2 separate regions of the Mus musculus genome follow, and region 2 is linked to region 1. The links are chromatin contacts, called in public HiChIP or PLAC-seq maps. All regions are on one chromosome and are shown on one strand. The core of a region is the stretch at or near the end of the contact, and the rest is flanking DNA. Distances in the headings are between cores, read along the strand shown. Region 1 holds the start of Zfp993 (zinc finger protein 845). Region 2 has its middle 17 kb from the start of Zfp985.

Region 1 (3,297 bases), core at 321-2,820:
CAAGCTAGCTGCAGTAACGCCATTTTGCAAGGCATGAAAAAGTACCAGAGCTGAGTTCTCAAAAGTTACAAGGAAGTTCAGTTAAAGATTAACAGTTAAAAATCAAGGCTGAATAATACTAGGACAAGGGCCAAAAAGGGTATATCGGTGGTCAAGCGCCTGGGCCCCGGCTCAGGGCCAAGAACCGATGGTACCCACCTGGGCCCCGGCTCAGGGCCAAGAACAGATGGTACCCAGATAAAGCGGAACCAGCAACAGTTTCTGAAAAAGTCCCACCTCAGTTTCAGGTTCCCCAAATGACCAGGAAATACCCCAAGCCTTGATTTAAACTAACCACTCAGCTCGCTTCTCGCTTCTGTACCCACGCTTTTTGCTCCCCAGCCCCAGCCCTATAAAAAGGGTAAAAACCCCACACTCGGCGCGCCAGTCCTCCGATAGACTGAGTCGCCCGGGTACCCGTGTTCCCAATAAAGCCTCTTGCTGATTACATCCGAATCGTGGTCTCGCTGATCCTTGGGAGGGTCTCCTCAGATTGATTGACCACCCACCTCGGGGGTCTTTCAATGCTACAGGCAGTTTTATAGGCAACTGTAGTTTCCTATGAGGCTTTATTAGTTTTCTAAGACATGCAACCTGCAGCACTTCAATAAGATACCTGGTTCTTGTGCTGGTGGTGAGGTTAATATTTGGCTTTTCAGTCTGAGGGAGAAAGCATTCAGAGATACTGGCTGGTTCCAAACTGCACCAGGCTATCAGGTGGGGGGAGGGGAATTGAGGGTGTGTTGGAGGATAGAGGGGCAGGCCAAGAGATAACCAGCAGCCAAGAAAGCACCTATCCAACTATGACTTAATTGATATGTTAACAGGTACCCCAGGTAGCCATTCTTCCTGAATTTCTTTGAATTTTTCCAAGGTTCAGCCCAGCAGGTGATGATTTCAGGAGTAGATATTTTAATAAGTGGAAAATTTACTATGGATTTTTTTTTTCTTTTTTTTCTTTTTTTCTTTTTTTTTTTTTTTTTTTGGTTTTTGGTTTTTTCGAGACAGGGTTTTTCTGTGTAGCCCTGGCTGTCCTGGAACTCACTTTGTAGGCCAGGCTGGCCTCGAACTCAGAAATCTGCCTGCCTCTGCCTCCCAAGTGCTGGGATTAAAGGTGTGCTACCGACAGGCTTTTACTATGGATTAAGACAAAATTAGACAACATCTTTTGAATAATCTTGATCACTTACTTACTGGATTACTGTCTGGATTCTGGGTCAGAATAATTTTCTTCCAGTCTTCCCTCCTCCTCTTCTGTGTTGCTTGGAAAAAGACTCTGTATGTGTATTAACTGTGTGGCTGACTCTCACATCTTTAGGGTAAACTGGAATACTCGGAGAAAAATAGGTATTCTCGTGATATCTTCTCTTTCCTTCATATTGATCCTTTTCTCGGGCATTGACGTCTTTCATTTTTGTTCCATGAACAGTTCCATGTTCATTCTAAACTATATTTTCTCACTTTCAGGTCTCCATATGCTCAGTCAAATCTCCATAACTGTAAATCAACACTAAGAGCACTGGATAGTTAAGGTCAAGGAGACTCTCACAAAGGATCCAGGTATGTTAGAGGTATTGAACAAGGGGTAGAGTGGGGCTCACCTGCCAGTACAAAGAGGACATGAATTTGATTTTGCCAGATTCTATTTCCTTAATGATTCTGGAAAAGAATAATATTAGATGTGATGATATGGATTTACCATGGAAGGCAGTGCTGTCAGCTGTCACTTGATGTCAATATTTAATTAATTTTGATCCTAGGAAATTGCTGCTGCCCATTGAAATCAAAGTTTCTTTTACCCAGATTGAAAGCAGCATCAGTCTATGGGTTTGACAAGGGCAATTTATACATAAAGCAAATATCATCAGTAGATTCCCTCCTAGGGCCTGTGACCTTCCTTACCGGATTTTTAGGCAGATTTTCACTGTAATCTATGGATTTTTTTTTCCTGTGGAGCTTGAAACAGAAAACCTGTTACCCACAGATAGTCAGTCTTGCCAGTATCATAAAAATTTCCATGCCTTGTCTGACAGATTCACATTGCAGCAAGTAGGTTGCAAACCTGAGTATATACATTGATAACTCTGCTTCCTGCCCCAATTTGCCTAGCAGTTTTTGTTACTATGGAAGTTACCACCAGGATGTCTAAGATGTCTGTTGACAGTGTCTGATATGAGGTGGTTTTCTCCAGAAGATCTACTTGCTTTCTGAATCACCTATTCTATCCACTCTAAATGTTTTCCTGTCCTTGACCTGTGTTCTTATTGATATTCTGTGTTGCATTAATCCCCATTAGAGTGGAATAATTATTGTTGACCTTCTCTGTACTGGTTGCTTTAGTTTTGAGTCTGTTTGCCTTATTTCTGAGGTATGTTTCTTCTCTTCTATTCTTGAGAGCTTTCATACTGAGCAGTGTCTACTTTTTACCACAGGGCTGTATAAGTAAGTTTCATTCTCCTACTGTCACTGTAATTTGGGAGGATTCCTGCCTACATCTATTAACCTAGGCCTAGTCATGTAAGCTTCTAGTCTCCATACAGTATTATCTAGGCCTAGTGTGTTTTCAGCCTCTGAAATTTGCTGCTGAATAAGCTCCCCCCCCCTTTCTTTCTTTTTTTCTTTCTTTTTTTTTTTTTTTTTTTTTTTTTTTTTTGGTTTTTCGGGACAGGGTTTCTCAGTGTATCCCTGGCTGTCCTGGAACTCACTCTGTAGACCAGGCTGGCCTCGAACTCAGAAATCCATCTGCCTCTGCCTCCCAAGTGCTGGGATTAAAGGCGTGTGCCACCAAGCCTGGCAAGCTCCCCCTTTCTTATTCCTTCTCAATGCTTAACTAGCTCGTTCAACTCGGTTTTTCCAGCTCAAACTCCTCTCCGAGCTGAGTTCTTCTTTCAGACACTGAATTGTTCCACTTGGCCTTAAATTAACTGTAGAAATCTTTTCTCATCTTCTGGCTCCTTCTCTTTCTCCTGCTCATTCTGTCTTTACCTGTTCCTAGCATGTTCTCTCTTCAGTCTGACTCTGTAAAACTCTCAGAACCCAGGTGCAGTGTCCTAGTACATCCAGCTCTGGTCTAGTCTGGCAGCAACATTGTGGGGAAGCTGTGCAGAGTAGGTCCAGAGAAGTTGTGTGGAAGGCAGCCTGCAACAGAGTTGGAGGAGTGGTTCCTGCTGGGGAGGGTGGGCTTCATGCATGATTAGATAAGTTTAAGGAAAAGACAAAATAAAAACGAAGAATCGGGGCTGGTGAGATGGCTCAGTG
Region 2 (3,228 bases), core at 510-3,009, 1.0 Mb after region 1:
GAATACATCCATTTGCCAAAGGACATTTTTTTCATACCCTTATGCTTAGTTCCTGAAGGTAATAGAATTTGATTGTATAATGAGCAAGTAGGACATTGCCTCACATTTTCCTTAGCTCTTTCTTTAAAACTTTGCTGTTAACATGATTTTTTATGAAATTCTAAAGCCTCTTTTGTTCTTTCTATCAATAGCTGGTCAATTTCATTATCACCTTGTGACAGAGGGCCTGGCAAACCTGTATGCGATCTTATGTGTGTTATATATAGTGAATGACTCCTATTTCTTATCAATTGTGCTAGCTGAAGAAATAGTGAAGTCAATTCAGATTCATCCTGAATAAGATCAACAGTCTGTATTGGAAAAGCAACCCTTTCTGCATATTGAGAGTCAGTTACTATATTAAGAGACTCTTCAGAATCTGACAACACCATGAGTATTGCACATAATTCAGATATTTGATCAGATTTATAAGAATATTCAGTACCCTACATCTTCTGATTTATGTCCTGCCTTTCCTGATTTATTGGCCTCAGCGTAAAATGTAGGGGCTCCAGATAATGGAATTTCCTTTATTTTATGAGGGAGAATCCAAGTAGTTCTTTTTATGAAATGAAATCATACTTTTATAGTATCTGTTTTTAATCTCTCCAAGAAGTTACTGCATGTTCTTTACCAAGATTCACCTTGTGGCCATAAGGAGGCAATCTCTGCATTATTAAAAGGTACCACGATTTTAGTTGGGTCCGTTCCAACTAATTGTCAAAGTCTCATTTTTTTTTCCTTTTAGTATAAATTCAAAGACCTTCTCCATGTAGGGTTTTCTTACGCTGTTTATGTGCTAAAAATATCCATTCTTTTATTTTTTTAAATTCATATATTTATTTGTTTGTTTGTTTTTGAGCCTGTTTCCCTGTATAGTGCTAGCTTTCCTGGAACTCACTATGTAGATCGGGCTGGCCTTGAACTCAGAAGTCTGCCTGCTTCTGCATCCCAAGTGCTAGGATCAAAGTCATTTGCTACCACTGCCCGGCAAATATTCATTCTAATTTATCTTCCCTCTGCATGGGAATTCCTCGAGGGAAATGAGTTGAAATTAAGATAACTAAGATGCAGGCCATCTTTGGATAAATACTGTCTAGAAGTGTAGATCCCTTGCTACTTGTGGCTTCACCAGGCCACGTGGTTTTGCTCCATCTTCCTTCCACCTCCTTTTCTTCCATCTTCCACTATCTTCTTTGTTTCCTTGTCTGCCTCTCCTCCTTCCCCTCTTCTCCCTTTCTAAAACCTCCAGCCCCACGTTTTCCTTCCACTGCCCAATCACAGGCTTCAGTCTTTATTTGACCAATTTGACCAATTTAAATGGGGAGAAGTTTCACATTAAATCACCAGAGAATGTGATCCACTCCTCCTTGGGGCAGCTCCATTTGAGGAAGCAGAATTAGCATCAAAATACAAACAGCACCAGGGCAATCCACAACAAGGACTACCCTTCACACACACCCATGACATTCCTCCATTGTGCAAACCATGTGGGCCCAGAGCCATGGCCTCACTACCATGGAAGCCATGGAAGTCTCCCACTAAGCACAAGACAACTGAGTCCAACATACACTTTCCTCCTTCCACAATTCTCCCCTTTCTTATTAATTTACCCCTGTGTCTCATCTGGCCATTGGTAGACTTCCTTCCCACTTAAGGGAACCCCAAATAAAATCTCTTAGGTGGTTCCTTTTCATCAGTGGCATGAATGTCAGTTTCTCTGTTCTGGAAACCCTCTGGACTGAGGCAGGAGTTCTATCCCCATGCATTGCTCTGAGAACGTTTGAGAGCCTGATACATGGATGAGGGTTTTCTTTCAAGCCAGGAAATTCATGGCGAATTCGGGTGACACAGACTGAACTCAGGTGGTCCCTCAACATTCAGGAGATCAGGGTTTCAGTATTCAGGTGGGCAAGGAGTCGGTGTCGAGTGTCAATCAGACAAGAACACAAGGGAGTGTTGATCTGAATGTAAGTTCTCAAAGTGAGCATCATCCTTATAATACAGAAGAAAATAAGGAAGTGAGGTGACGCATCACTCAAGGTACGCTGAGGTTACCCGATTCTTAATGACTCTTTACACAAAACAGAAGAATGCATACATAAAGACTGTCAGGAACTAGTCAATGTAAGAACTGAGACAAAGTCAGCTCTATCTCAGGTCAGCTGTATTCTTAGAAGCCATGTATGAGGTCATTATGCTCCTGTGGCAAGGGCTTTCATGTACAAGCCATAGTTCTAATTCTGATTTATTGTTTATCCTACCACCACACAGCTCTTAGTAAATACCTAGCTATGCTATTCCTCTGGGCTAGTGAAAGTATGTGCTAGGGAATTCTGCTCTAGCTAATGTTCTCATGAATAATGCAATACTCTAGTTCCTCCTTCAACCACAGTAGGATCTTCTTCCTAAACCATTGTAAATTCCTGTATATGGTAGTGAATTGGCTGTTATTCTAAGTGATTTTGTGGGGAACTTTCTTCTATTAAGTAATGTAGTCTGCCATACATAACTATAATAAGAATTCTAAACTTACTTTCTTAAGCTTGCCCTGAATTTTCTAACTCTATGTAGTAGATAGTAATGCCTTATTTCTTTCAATATATCTCCTTCAAAACTGGAGTCAATTCATCTGAATAGGTCATAGTTACTAAATTCTAAGCCCAGGGTTGGCTCAAGGACTGCCTAGGACATTGGTGAAGGCCAGGAAGGAAAGTTCAACCTAATTTAGGTATTTGACAAATCATTCCTTGGAGGCACCTATAATAAAATAATACTGAAAGAAAGCACACAGAACCATTCACCAAGTATAGCAAGGATGAATCTGAGACATATTTGTTTATGGGACACCAGAATCATTCCGGGAGACAAGTTCCTTGAAAATTTATGCCTCAGGACTGAGGCCAAGCCTTTGGGCCTGCCACAGAGTTTTTACTTGAGTGGGAGTGGCATTCTGGTATAGTTCCCCACCACCACTTTTGTTATGATTCTTATTGACGTTATAACTAATTTAAAAGTTTTTCCATAGAGGAAGTTATTGCTACTCACAAAAAATATTGTTAGGAATAGGGAAGTGTATATGTGTCTGTAACTGCCTCTTCTCCAGCTATCTTAGCCTTGGCAAACTCACGTCATGGTGAGGAGGAGGAGTCTATTGCAGGCATCTGAAAGCTTGGTGTTAGCTGCAAA

The links. HiChIP or PLAC-seq counts read pairs in DNA pulled down with a chosen protein or histone mark.
Region 2: a contact with region 1 is called in an H3K4me3 HiChIP or PLAC-seq map of embryonic stem cells, with 4 times the contacts expected there. The contact joins the enhancer-like site here to the promoter of Zfp993 in region 1. A contact is called at or near these places in 3 of 39 promoter capture datasets (cranial neural crest, maxillary cranial neural crest and second pharyngeal arch cranial neural crest), 1 of 484 Hi-C or Micro-C datasets (bone marrow-derived macrophages), 5 of 115 datasets of contacts at active chromatin or transcription factors (bone marrow-derived dendritic cells, embryonic stem cells and stem cell-derived neural progenitor cells) and 1 of 9 other capture datasets (adipose tissue).

The regions. Positions count from the first base shown.
Region 1 is chr4:146,511,279-146,514,575 of GRCm38.p6, forward strand. Zfp993 (zinc finger protein 845) reads left to right here and starts at 1,571. Exons shown (of 7, transcript XM_030253976.1): 1 at 1,571-1,599. Zfp981 (zinc finger protein 981) reads left to right here. Exons shown (of 5, transcript NM_001243138.1): 2 at 1,507-1,599. It also overlaps the pseudogene Vmn2r-ps16.
Region 2 is chr4:147,534,617-147,537,844 of GRCm38.p6, forward strand. No RefSeq gene overlaps it. Among named protein-coding and RNA genes, the nearest start is that of Zfp985, 17 kb to the right of the region's middle. Within about 2 kb of position 1,760, at least 7 of the 459 cell types and tissues checked have an H3K27ac peak or open chromatin away from gene starts, as enhancers often do. A contact at or near this core is called in embryonic stem cells, where this site is marked.